Regions from separate parts of the Gossypium hirsutum genome. Here region 1 is linked to region 2. Evidence: chromatin contacts called from public Hi-C data. All regions are on one chromosome and are shown on one strand. The core of a region is the stretch at or near the end of the contact, and the rest is flanking DNA. Distances in the headings are between cores, read along the strand shown. Region 1 holds the start of LOC107891947 (probable serine/threonine-protein kinase SIS8). Region 2 has its middle 47 kb from the start of LOC107945845.

The links. A called contact is a pair of places that touch in the nucleus more often than the background predicts.
Region 1: a Hi-C map of leaf shows a contact between it and region 2, with 2.2 times the contacts expected there. The contact joins the promoter of LOC107891947 here to the enhancer-like site in region 2. A contact is called at or near these places in 2 of 34 Hi-C or Micro-C datasets (both in leaf).

The regions. Positions count from the first base shown.
Region 1 is chrD09:26,947,996-26,954,859 of Gossypium_hirsutum_v2.1, reverse strand. LOC107891947 (probable serine/threonine-protein kinase SIS8) reads right to left here and starts at 1,389. Exons shown (of 13, transcript XM_016816875.2): 1 at 215-1,389. The coding sequence starts at 709.
Region 2 is chrD09:26,602,794-26,609,478 of Gossypium_hirsutum_v2.1, reverse strand. No RefSeq gene overlaps it. Among protein-coding and RNA genes, the nearest start is that of LOC107945845, 47 kb to the left of the region's middle. Within about 2 kb of position 1,993, at least 2 of the 9 cell types and tissues checked have an H3K27ac peak or open chromatin away from gene starts, as enhancers often do. A contact at or near this core is called in leaf, where this site is marked.

The DNA.
Region 1 (6,864 bases), core at 140-2,639, 350 kb before region 2:
ATGCCAAACTTTTCCAATTTACGAAATAAAGTTTACATGCAGTTCAAGATGAAACAGAAAAGAAATATAAATAAATTAAGGAGAAAAGATAATATACATTTCATGCAATGCAAAACAGTTGGCTAAAGCTAAACCTATAGTATATACTTGGATAAATTGCTTAAACTCAACCGAGATAATTAGATTAAAGTGGGGAATGAAGAGGGAAACATACCCAATATCTATATGCAATAACTTCAGCTGGGGTATTCTCTGGAGCACAAGAGCCTAAACTAATTTGCTTAACAGCTTCAATCTGAGTTGCCTCAGGATCCTCTCTGGCACTCAACTCCAAAGCCAATTGTATCTGATATTCCTCTTCTACATCAGGATCCCTTGAGTTACTAGACCCTGAATCACGCCTTACTGCATCCAAAGCAGCCTCTAAAGCACTAGTAGTAGCTAAATCAGCAGGTTCCATAGTTTCCTCCCTCTTCACATTTGAAGAAGATGGTGGACTGGGACTTTTTCTATTAGCAACTGAATTTAACCAATTGGAAAGAACAGATAATGGTTTATTGTTGTCAGGACTATGATGAGGCCTTGACTGTAAAGGCCTATCACTAGATGATGATACAATACTGGACTTGTTACTCTTCGATGAAGTTGACCCTTGTACATCTTCCGATTGATTAGACATCATATGCAGTTTCTTGAGGAAGTTCTTCATATTATTTCACTAAGATATAGCAGCCAATGCTAAAGAAATAAAAATCTGGCCATAAACATCTCCATTGTCTTGGACCAAGCATGAAATCTAAAGTTTAAACTAATCCAAAAACAAATTTAAGAACCCCTTTTTCTTAAAAACCCAATTACCTTCTACCTCTCGAGATTTCCCAAAAAATCAACCCATCAAATCCAAAATCCAAAACCACCATAATCACAAAACAACCAAGCAAAGTTAGTCAAATATCAGAAAGGCCCAGATACTTCAGGTCAAAGAAAACACCCCCACTTTCCTCATACAAAGAAATCCACCAAAAAAAAAAGGAAAAAGAGTTTAACAGCACACAAAGAAGCAAACAGTTTCTTTCAGCTTCAACAACTAAATAAAAAACAACAAAAAATTCCAATACCCAGATTAAGAAAAAGAATGGATCTTCCTTTTTCGGATATAGATAGTAGAGAAGAAAGCATAGAAAAGGGGAGTAGTTTGGAAAATATATATATTTAAAAACAAGTGAAGGTAAACACTAAACAGAGGGTAGAGAGAGAGAGAAGGAGCAAAGGACTAACAAGTGGGATTGTAGGACCCCTCGGAAAACAACAACAAACTCTGACCCACTTGATTTATAGAGCAAAGGCCAACAAGGATTTTCGATGTCCCAAATGAAAAAGGAAAAAAAGTTTTCCAGTTTTTGGTGGCAAAAATACTTTCTTTTTATTTCTTTTGTTTCTTTCTTTCTCTCTCTCTCTATATTCTTGTCGTCCCCAAACTCTGCTTACAACTTGGAAGGTGGTGGCATGATGAGTTGGAAATTTGAGGTTAATGGAATCATATTTAACCATGAACTTCATTTCAATGACTTGCTGATGCTTTTTTTCTTTTCTTTGTGGTGATTAATTATTTGTTACTTTAATTTTGTAAAAAAATTATTTTAGTTTTCATTTAATATTTTATTTTTTTAATCTTTTAAACTTACCTTGATTATCAGATCATTCTAAAATAGATGAAAAAGTTATTAACTTTTGACACATCAGCAATTAATTAAATTTAAAATTTTTAAATTATTCTTTTTGTAATTTTTTATTTTTTATTTTTAAAATTTAAAAAATTCATAAATTATTAACGTGGCATCCAAGTGATAATTCATGTGTATACAGTCAACAAAATTAACAAACATTATTCTTTTTCATCTATTTTGAGTGATTTAACAAACAGAGCAAATTTAAAGGATTAAAAATGATAAAAAAATTAAATAAAGGACTAAAATAATTTTTTTTATAAAATTAGAGGATTAAAAAAGTTATTATACTTTTTCTTTTTAGCTTTTAATTTTATTGTTTGGTTTTGGGTTTCTTCTGCCTATTTTTAATGTGATTTTCGTTTTGTCAGCTTCTATTCGATACCAAGTTTGAAGACAAAAAGTTGTTCTAACTTCTATTCCCATGAAATTTACTGCAATGGAAAGTAAAAAAAAATGTTTTTTTTTTTTAAGATTACACCTTCCGTAAGGCAATTACAAATTACGGCCGCTTTTGTAAAGTTTTTTTTTTTGGTAAAATTTTAAGGTTAAAATATGCTATTAGTATCTATACTTATCTAGAATTTAAAATTTAGTCCCTATACTTTAAAAGCTAAAAATTAGTGTCCAACCATTATCATTATTTATAATTTCTGTCCAAAATTGTCAACTTTACATGTTTAATTTTTTTGTCAATCATATTCAACGTTATACGAAGACGGTCTAATCAATATGCCAACTTGATAAATTTTGACAAAAAGTACTAAGAATGTTAATGATTAAACTGAAATTTTTAAATAAAAAAATAAAAAGACTTAATTTTAACCTCTTAAGTATAGAAACTAAATTTTAAATTTTATCCAAGTATAGAGACTAACAACAATTGTTAATCAAATTTTATCTAAATATCTTGTTTTTGAGTGAACTACAATCAAAACTTTTGTAATAATAAAAATTAGAATCAAATGTACTTTGTAAGAATTTATCTAATACATCTAATAACCCTTATAAAAGAAATTTGATATAAATTAAAACTCTACTTATCAAACAAATATTTTATATACTTAATATATACACATATACATACTTAAGTTTATCTTTTAAAAATATTTAATCATTTCAATGTATAAAAAAATGCAGATTAAAATAAATGTTGTTTGAATCAAACTGGACCGGTTGATCAGATCGGTTGGATCAAGAACCGATTGAGGTATTGGTTCAAAGAGTGACTTTAAATCGATTAAACTGGGAACTGGTACAAATCGATTGAACCAAAAATTGAATTGGATTTTTTTAAAAAATTTTAACTTTTTAATAAGTTTTAATTGAATTGATCGGATCGACAAATCGGTAACCTAACTGGTTCGATCACCAATTCAATCTAAAAATTGTTGATGATTCAATGTTGAATTTTAGAAACAATATTTAATTATTTTGACTGATTGAGATTGAGATTGAAATTGAATTTAATTAAGAATTGAAGAAATGTCCAATGTTATTGTATTCATATTTAATTATACTATATTAGAGTTTGAATGTAATTGTTTTAAATATAAATTCGATTTTAAAAATATAATATAGGCTTATGGTAAGGGTGAATTTAAAATTTTTAAATATCTTTTAATTAATACACACGTATCACACGAATAAAAAAATTTAATTTCAATATCTATATACTTGTATATTAAAGGAAAGTCCAATGTCTTTTTGTTATGCTTGGCGCACACCCCCCATGTTCTTTATTGCGTTTTATAAAATGGATAATTCTTTTATTTTAGTTCCTTTAATATGTTTAAAATTGAAATTTTAATTTCTAATATTATTTGCTCTCTATATTTTTATAATGTTACTTTTTAATTAAAATGTTGGGTGGTTATATATAAATTGAAAACGAATTTTTAAATCCAAAAAAGTAGAGAGATTAAATTCTTAAAAATAAAAATGAAAAGACTAAATTCTAAATGCATGAGACGTAAAGACCTAAATTCTAAATTAAATATTTTACATAGGTTTTTATTAAAAATATATTTAGTTGTCATTAAAAAAATATTTGTTATAATTTGTCATAGAGAAAATATAGAGGTGTGTGTTTAATAATTTTTTCTTTTTAAAAGATTATCCATATAATTATGAGTACTCAATTACAATTATAATCCATACATTCCAAGAATTACAAAAAAAATCTACGAGATCACAAAGTTTTCTTCCAAATACAATGATGTTTCTTGGGGTTTTTTTACGAACTTCAAGTCACTAAATAATCTAATTATCACCTTTTTTTCGGAAAAAATTCAATAATATTATGATGTTTCGTTGCTTTATATATTTATTTCGTATTTGATTCAGTAATCCCAAAATTTCTTCTTCTTTTTTGAAAAGAAAAATAAAAAATAGTTTTTTTTCGTAGTCTTTTATAACATAAATACTATTAATAGCCTTTGGTGTAAAAAGAAAAAAGTTTATGATGCTGAGATAGGTCCACGACAATTAAGATAAAATTGGAAATGCTCTTTCTCTTGTACTACTCTTTCAATACATAATTTAATATTTTGAAATAATAAAAAATAAAAAAATTCATATTGAATTTGAAGTGTCATGCTATTTCATATTTCATATGGCGAGAACATAGTCTTTTTTTTTCTTTGCATCAAATAAAAAAAAAAACTTGTTGGTGCTTGTGTTTGATAAATTGTTGAAAATTTTGAAAATGAAAATTTTTGACATTTTTTTTAAATGTGTTTGACAATCTTATTAATTTTTTAATTAATACAAAATATTCAACAAAAAATGTTGAATAAGTAAGTAGATAACTACTTATCACTTAATGTTGAAAATGCTTAAGCATATTTTTTAAAAATTGTTAAAAAGTGAGATATCCAAATTATTATATTAATAAGCTTAAATTTAAGAAATAAATAATTTTAAAAAACAATATTAATTATATCAAACAACATAATTACATTTAGTAGCTTCACAATTTTATTAGAAAGAGTGAATTTTATTAATATACTTAACAATTTTATTGAAGGTCAATTTTATTTTCTAAACTCAAAATCCAGTAAAACTTAACTGTACTTATAAGATTTGGTATTGAATATTTAACACTTACTTTTTTAAAAAAAATTTATCAAATAACATCTAAATACATGAATGAAATTTTAAAACTAACCCAAAACAAATATAATTTGAATTTAAAATCTCAAAATTATTATAACCAGTCACGTGATTAAATTAAAAAATCTTAGTATTTGAATTTAAATTTATTGATTGTCCCTTTAATTGAAACAATATATAAAAAACAAAGTTTGTATATTTTTCAACTCTTCTTTTTTTTTTTGAAAAATAATTACAGCTCAAATAATTAATATTAATATTAATATTAAGTTATCTAGATGGGATCTTCCACTAGCCGTAAATCAATTCTTCTATCTCATACCGCTTTAATAATTTTGTTTGCGAGTTTATTATCTTCCGAAAAATATGTTGAAGATTCCATTGCCTTAAAACCTTCAATAATGTATGGATTCTACTTACCAAAGTGGAACTGAAATCCTCACTTATTCCATCCTGATTGATGTTAACTACTTCAAGATTGTCTGTCTGAATTAAGACTCTCTCAAACCCCCAATCTAGCACAAGTTTTAACCTATCGAAAATACCCTAAAGTTCAAAACCCAGTACTGCACAATTACTCAAATACATGCTAAAGCCAATAATCCATCCCCATTGCGATCACGCAAAAGCTCTCCAACGGTAGTGAACGCATCTTTTAATCTAACTAAACCATCTGTATTTAAGCATACTCAATTGTTTGATAAAAAGGTACAACCATCTATGAGAATGCACAAATTTAAAACAAAAAAACTTAAAGAAACCTTAAGAACTGGGTCAGAATTCCAAGGCAGACCTTGTATTATTCAAAGGTTCCATATTATTCAACTTTAGAATATGATGCGATGAACAATTGAAATTTGTTGTACATCCTAAATGTTGACTTATCAATCTTTCCATAGTGTTGAAAACTTTTGATTGGATGATTAGTCTATAATTTATTTAGACTAACCATTTTTATCATATCAATGCAATTTTGTAAATAATTAAACGAGTATCACGTGGTTCCATAGCCTAAAACCTTGAATATGGATTGACCTTACTAACTTTTATTGGATTTTGTGTTTAGAAAATAAATATGGAAAAGTTTTATTTTTATTTGAAATTCAGTTCAGTTTATTTCGTCAACTATACTCAACTTTTATAATTTTTTTATTTATTTTAGATATCAAAATCAAAAAAAAAAATTGTGGTCTCAACACTATTGTTATATACTTTTATTATTTTAGTCATTGTTGTTACATACATTTATCATTTTAGTCACCCGTTATTTACACTTATTTTAGTCACCCAACTTTAGTAAATTTTTATTTTGGTCAATTTTTTTTAGAATTAATTTTATTTTAAAAAAGAGAAAGAGTTTTTATAAGAAATTGAGTTATTCAGCTGCTAAAATGAAACAAAAGTTTTTACTTATAACTCAATTCCATGTAAAAACTATTTTTTTTCTGTAAAAACTAGATAATTCCCTATAAAATCCTAGATTTTTCTCTTTCACTAAAAAACTAAAATTAATTCTAAAAAGAAATTAAGAAGATGAAATAATTTTTTCTGTAAAAATCCAAATAATTTCTTATAAAACCCCATATTTTTTCCTGTTACCAGAAAAAGGAAAAGAAAAAAGAAAAGAAAAGATAAATTGGTTTTTCCCGTAAGAACTCAATGTTTTCTTTTAAAAACCTAGATAATTCCCTGTAAAACTCCAAGTTTTTTCATTCCCTTTTATTGAGAAAAAATAAAATTAATTCTAAAAAATAAAGAAAAATAAAAAGATAAACTGGTTTTTTAACCCAGATTTTTCTCTTAGAAAATCTAAGTTTTTCCCCTTACTGAAAGAAAAATAAAATTAATTCTTAAAATGAAAAAATAAGGGAAATTAAAAAGATAAAATGGTGACTAAAATAAAAATTAATTAAAGGTGGATAAAAGTATGCAATGGTAATAACTAAATATACGCAAATATATATATATATATATATATATTAAAAATTAGAAAAACCTATTTTATGGGTGAAAAATTGTTAAA
Region 2 (6,685 bases), core at 744-3,243:
GTGTTAGCTTTTTCAAATTGCCATAACTACGTCTAAAAGGATACCGTAAGTGATTCTCTCTTTTTTTTTTTTCTTTTTCATTTTTTTCTATTCTATTCTTTTTATTAGAAAGACTATAACCTACAAAATAAAGTTGGGCTTGATAAAAAAATTAACAGACATCATAATTAATTGGGTATTTAAAATAATATCCATTTAAAAATTGTGGATATTACATGAACTGAATATGAACAACAATTTATTTACAAAATTTTTGCAATAATAAAATCCTCAGATTGAACAATTAAGTGATTTAAATCTCTCCTACCAAGTTACAAATACAAGCCTTCTTTTAAAAAGGTGTAAATTAACTTAAAAAAATTTTAATCAACCTTAACTTCATTTACCTTAAATTTTGATCAAGTAAGTCTTCTCCAAAGGTCTTCTAGGTGTAATCTTTTCTTGAAAATTTGATCACTTTAAAGGGAATTCAATCACGTCAAAAATCTTTAAAAGAGTCAATAAGGTTGAATCTAATAACTTGTTTGTAAAAATACTACAAGATATGTATGAAAAAATTTCAAGATTTTTAAGTAAATAAAATACCAATAAATATAACAAGTTACACAGCAATCCTGTTACAAGGCGAGTTGCAACTCACGTTGCATTTTGAATGTGCAACTAACACTAACATAATGTACTTTAATGAGTCTACCAATTGTGTTTGCAAATTATTATTATTATTTGGTATGAGGCACTTGATAAACATGGGAGACAAATCTTTGCGTGGGATATCATGATTTCCAACGAGATCATTGGAACCCCTAGCAGAGTCCATAGTTTCGGTAGATATAGAAATATTTTAGTTTTGGTATCTTTTCTTTGCATGCTTTTGTTCAATCATTTATTTGTATTCTTGAGAGCTTAAATTTTGCAAACCCTTACTCTTAGAAGTTCATATTTGTTTGCACAAAGTTTTCTTTAATTTCAGAGAGTATTTAAGATTTTTGGATAAAAAACTTCGGATTAGAGGTTTTCCCCTTGTAAAGATATAAATTTGCAATGTTGTACTTTAACCATAAAAGTATTTTGGTAAAAAGCCTCTCTAGTCCCTCTAAATTTAGAAATTGAATAAATTGATCCCTCTCAAAAAAATTACAACAATTTAACCCCTATCAATTTTGAAAGTGGACAATTAAGGACAATTAATCACAGTATTAATGTCTTTCGTCAATTGTGCATATTTTTTTAATATAATAACAAATTTGACCCTCGATGTTTACATATTTTGTTAATTGATCTTAATTCTAAAAAATTCAACAAATTTAATCTCAACATTTACACATTTACAAAAATATTGAGGGTTAAATTTGTTAAATCATGACCAATTTGATAGAATGTGTAAGTTATGAAAGCTAAATTTGTTATTATACTAATCAAATTTATGTAAAATTGATGAAAAATATTAACAGTGTGATTAATTGCCTTTAGTTGCTCACTTTCGAAATTAACAGGGACTAAATTACTTCAATTTTTTTAGAGAAACCAATTTACTCAATATCAAAATTGAGAGGGATTGGAGAGATTTTTTACCAAGTATTTTCTTAACAGTAAATTTGGGAAGCAACTTGGCAAGAAAGTCGAGAGAAATGGGGTAAACTTCTATAAATTTGGTGTTGGATTTTCTTTACTCTTTTCTAATTTTTTATTTAGCAATTTTTTAAACATCACTTTGTCCTTTTGAGTATTTGAATCATCTTTGTGCTTGAACTAAGCTATTTAGCCACATCTTTTATTTACCCTTTTCTCAAGTATGATCACTAAACAATACTATGCAAGTGGGGGGATGGGTATCCCTTTCCCATTGCCCAAGTGGTTGAAAATCAAAATGGAAAGCTTGACAGCCTAGTGTTGAGAAAAGTTGTTGACAGAGTTTCAATTATGTGATGCTGCATGCATATGGTTTGTGGACCATACCTACTACTGTTACGCTACTCAACTGGACCAACAACAGCCAGCCTGCAAGTGCATGCTTACCTTCATCCCAACGAGAGACAATCCAACCCTATCTACCACACCCTTCCATCGTTTTCATTTGGTCCATCCATATTCGCCAATTCCCGTAACTTGTATGTTATGAGTGAGACTAATTTATTCTCATAATTCATCCTCTCCAAGTCTTTTTTTGGTTGGATCTCTAAATTGAGAGTAAAACTCACTTAAAATCAATACCTTACTGCACTGATATCAAACATCTTACCACTCAACCCACTAATTTTTGTCCTCCAAGAAATATGTACTTCATAAATTATAAATCATTTGGATTGAGTCATTTTCATATATTGAATGAGGAACAAGCTTGATACTTTTTTCATGGATTAAAATTCTTATTATATAATTGATCCAAACACTAAAACTAAGAGAGAGATCCACTTATACAGTGTAAAAATTAAAGTAGTTTTATACACTTTCGTAACTATTTATATTATTAGTATTTTAACAATCCAATTATTGAATTTATTAATATAATTGTACTTGTCATACATGTAAAATTTTAAATCGATCTAATATATTTATCATATCAATCTAAAATACTCTGTATATTAATATATACATATATATATTCAACGGTTGAAATTTTTTACATAGAACAAACAGTTAGAAGTTTTCAATTTACATCAAATTTACATGCATGATCTTCTACATGAATAGACCATGAAATATAACGATTGGATCGTCAAAATATTAATTATATAAATAGTTACGAAAATGTATACAACTACTTTAATTTTTACACTATGTAAATGAATCCTCCCCTAAAACTAAATTGATTTTATCCCATTTATGGGGAAAAAAAGCTATACAAGGTTGGATTTGGGCCAGACGTGTTGGATAGTTTTTAAGATGTTTTGAATTCGAAAAAGTTTTAATTGTCATGAATATAACAATTGGATCGTTAAAATATTAATTATATAAATAGTTATTTATTTTTTAATGTGAACCCTTCCCAAAAATAAAATTGTTTATATTCCATTTAAGGGACAAAAAAAATCTATATAGGGTAGAATTTGACCCGGACGTGTTATGTGATTTTTAAGTTGTTTTGAATTCGAAATTTATTTTTGCATTTGGATTACTTGGATTCAATCCTGTAATGACTTATTTTTTATTAAAATTAAGGTAAATTGGATTTAATGAATTAATTAGATGAAGACAAATTAAAATTTCTATAAAAAAGACAAAATATATATTTAGGTGGTGCTCAAAAAAGGGCTGCAAATTCTTGGATTAATTTAGAGATTATTTTATACCGCAGTTTGAATCATTTTAACGATGTTATAAGGAGGATTTATTTTAGATATTAAAGTAAATTAAATTTAGGGTAAATTATATTAGAGGTCACTTAACTTTTTTTTTTTGTCATTCAACTATTAAATTGTCTTTTTGGTCACTAACTAGCTAACGTAAAAGTGGAAATACCCCAAAAATCAAAACATAGTTCGGTGACTAAAAAAGACAAAGTTGAATAGTTGATTGGTCATTTTGTAACTTTTCAAATATGGGTGGCCAAAATAGAAAAAAATATAGTTGAGTGACTACTAAGGTAGTTTATCCTAAAATTTAATATGTAATAAAATACTAATTCACATTAAAGTGATGACATTATCAACTTAAGTAAATTATTTTCTTGTCCACAAATATTGTTTAAAAATATGGAAAGGTTGATTGAGTGTTTGAGGGAGTGTCGACTACCTGGATCACTACAACAGTTTATGGTAGTTTCTATATTTGTGTTGTTGGCAATTTATTGAAATGTGTTTATGAGTTGTGATGATTATGTGGATAATATCTAACCCATCAAGGATGATATCTAACCCATAAAGGAAGATCATATCACTTGGGGAAACATATTTAGAAGATTGATTAGTTCGAATCACCCCAATCCAATCCACTATATTGTGGATATTGGATTGGATTGGAACATTGCATTCTTAGCTGTCAATGGGATAAGTTTACCTTGTTTAGTATTATTCTATTGTATTTAGCTTATTTCATTGTTGTTTAATAAGGATTGATATAGATATTCTTATATTAGCAAGTATTGAAATATTCTATAAAATTGAGAAACTTGTATAAGTTTTGGTATTGAGAGATTGAGCAATTAATCTATTCTAGTGAGGAACTTTAATTTGTGAGTGCATTTTGATAGTAAAACCTTTTGTGTTGTGGTTTTACTTGTTGAGTTCACTGAGGTGAATTTAGTGATGAGAGTATCAATCTTCAAAGTGAAAAAGTGAGGAACTTTTCATGGGTGAGTGATAGATTAGGACCAATTGTTGTATGTGTTGAAGATAGTGAATATTTTCTCACTGAGCTAGACTCCGCAAATGTAGGGAAACCGAACTATATAAACAATCTTTGTGTCTTTTTTTGTTTCACGTAATGCTTGAAGGAGTACTCACTCCCTTAGCCATTCCTTCCAAGCACATAGCTTATACCTTAACAAAGCTTTAATTGCTATAAAAGCTTACCACTTGAAATAGCTAGTGGAGATCCTTAATGTTACTAGTTTCAAGCTATGGAAGATTTATCTACTTCAAGACCCACTATGCTAAAGGATGGCAATTATGCATACTAGAAAGCATTCATAAAGGCATGCATTAAGTCCATTGGAGAGGCAGCATACTGAGCTATGCTAACTAGATGAGAGCTACCTAAAATGGATACTAAAAGTGAAGTGGTTGTTAAGCTAGAGGTTTAGGGGACCACTTAGGAAGAAAAATTGGCCAATGCAAACTCTAAATCTTTATATGTCATCTTTTGTGTAGTTGACCTACATTAATATAAAAGAATTGCCAAAAGCATTGTTGCTAAGACCGCTTGGGGTATCTTGGAAACTACTCATAAAGGAACATTTAATGTCATGCAATCAAAGATGTAAATGCTGACTTCAAGATTTGAAAGCTTAATAATGCAAGAATCAAATACTATTAGAGAGTTTTATGCAAAGTTGTGTGATCTACCAAACTAGGCTTTTGATGTAGGAATGGAATATTCAAATACCAAGCTTATTTGAAAGGTGTTAAGGTGTCTTCTAGAGATATTGAAGAGGTCAATGATAATGAAAATTTGGCTATTGATGAACTCATTAGTTTCTTATAGAACTTTGAGATGAACGTTTATGAGGCTAAACATAGCAAAGCAAATGAAATGGAAAAAAAATTGCTCTTTAGGTGAATGAGGAAGCGCCAACTCCCTACATCTTACCATTAAAGATCTTCAGGAACAAATTATGTTACTTAGAGTTTCAATAAGGCCTTCAAGAAATCATTAAGAAGATTTAAAAAGTTGGAAGCCAATACTAATGTTCCTAGGAACAAGTCAAAGGGAATTGTCTTTAAGAAAGAACCTGAAAAGGCAAGAAGTAGGGTGTACAGTGCTATGAATGTCAAGGATATGGTCATATCCAATTTATGTGTGCTAACACTCTGAAAAAAAAGTCACTTTGTGTAACTTCAAGTGATGATGATTCATCTAGTGGATCTTATTCAAAAAAGGATCATTAAAATTTCTTTGTTTTCATTGCCAGTACTATTGATGGTGAAGATTTTGATGTTTTGGTCAAACAGGTAGCTACTAAATAGGCTCTCTTGTAGAGGAACTAGACAATATTGTAAAGATCAAAAAGGAACTTGTAGAGACAAACCTTATGTTTGAAATGTTCAGAACCAATAGCAACAAACTTGACGAAATTCTCACTACTAGAAGAAGAGATCCAAACAAGACAGAAAATGCTAAAGTAAATTAAATTCTAAATCTAATGAGGGTATTTTTCTTGGTTATGTCAACAACATTAAAGCTTTTAGGGTGTTTAATAAATATACTCAGAAGGTCATAAATTCAACCAATATGGTGGTTGATGATGTTAGGGTTCATGAGATTCACAGTAATGATGATAAAGGTAAGACTCATTATGTTGTGCTTGAGGGAGTGCCCACTTCCCTTACTATTGCTATGCTTGAAGAAAATTCAGAAGTAGAAGGTCAAGTTGTTCAAGTTATTGATTAAGTCAATGATCAGCCTAATGATGGTGAGTAACTTCAACATTCAGCAAGAGTTAGAAAGAATCAATCAGTTGCTGACATAATTGGTAATATGCATGACGGAATCGAAATAAAGGGCAGATCAAAACATAAATATAAATGCTTGGCTTGATTGGCTTGTTCCACTTTTTAGATCTAGCCAAAATGTGTAGAATAGGCCATTAATGATGTTCATTGGATCCAAGACATGCAAGATAAGTTACAACAGTTTGAGAGGAATGAAGTATGGGAGTTGGTGCCTAGGCCATCCGTTTGCAACATAATTAGCACCAAATGGATCTTCAAAAACAAGAAAAATTAGCAAGGCGACATCACTAGAAACAAGGTTAGATTTTTGGCTTAAGGTGACACCCAAATAGAGGGTATTGATTTTGAAGAAACAATTTCTCCTATGCAAGGCTTGAGGCAATTCATTTATTGCTTGTTATGGTTGAACATATTAACATCAATTTGTTCCAAATGGATGTTAAGAGTGCTTTCTTGAATGGATTTCTTAAAAAGGAGGTGTATGTTACTCAACCTTAGGGATTTGAGGATACAGCAACTCTAGAGTATGTCTACAAGTTGAGGAAAACACTATATGGTTTGAAACAAGCTCATCG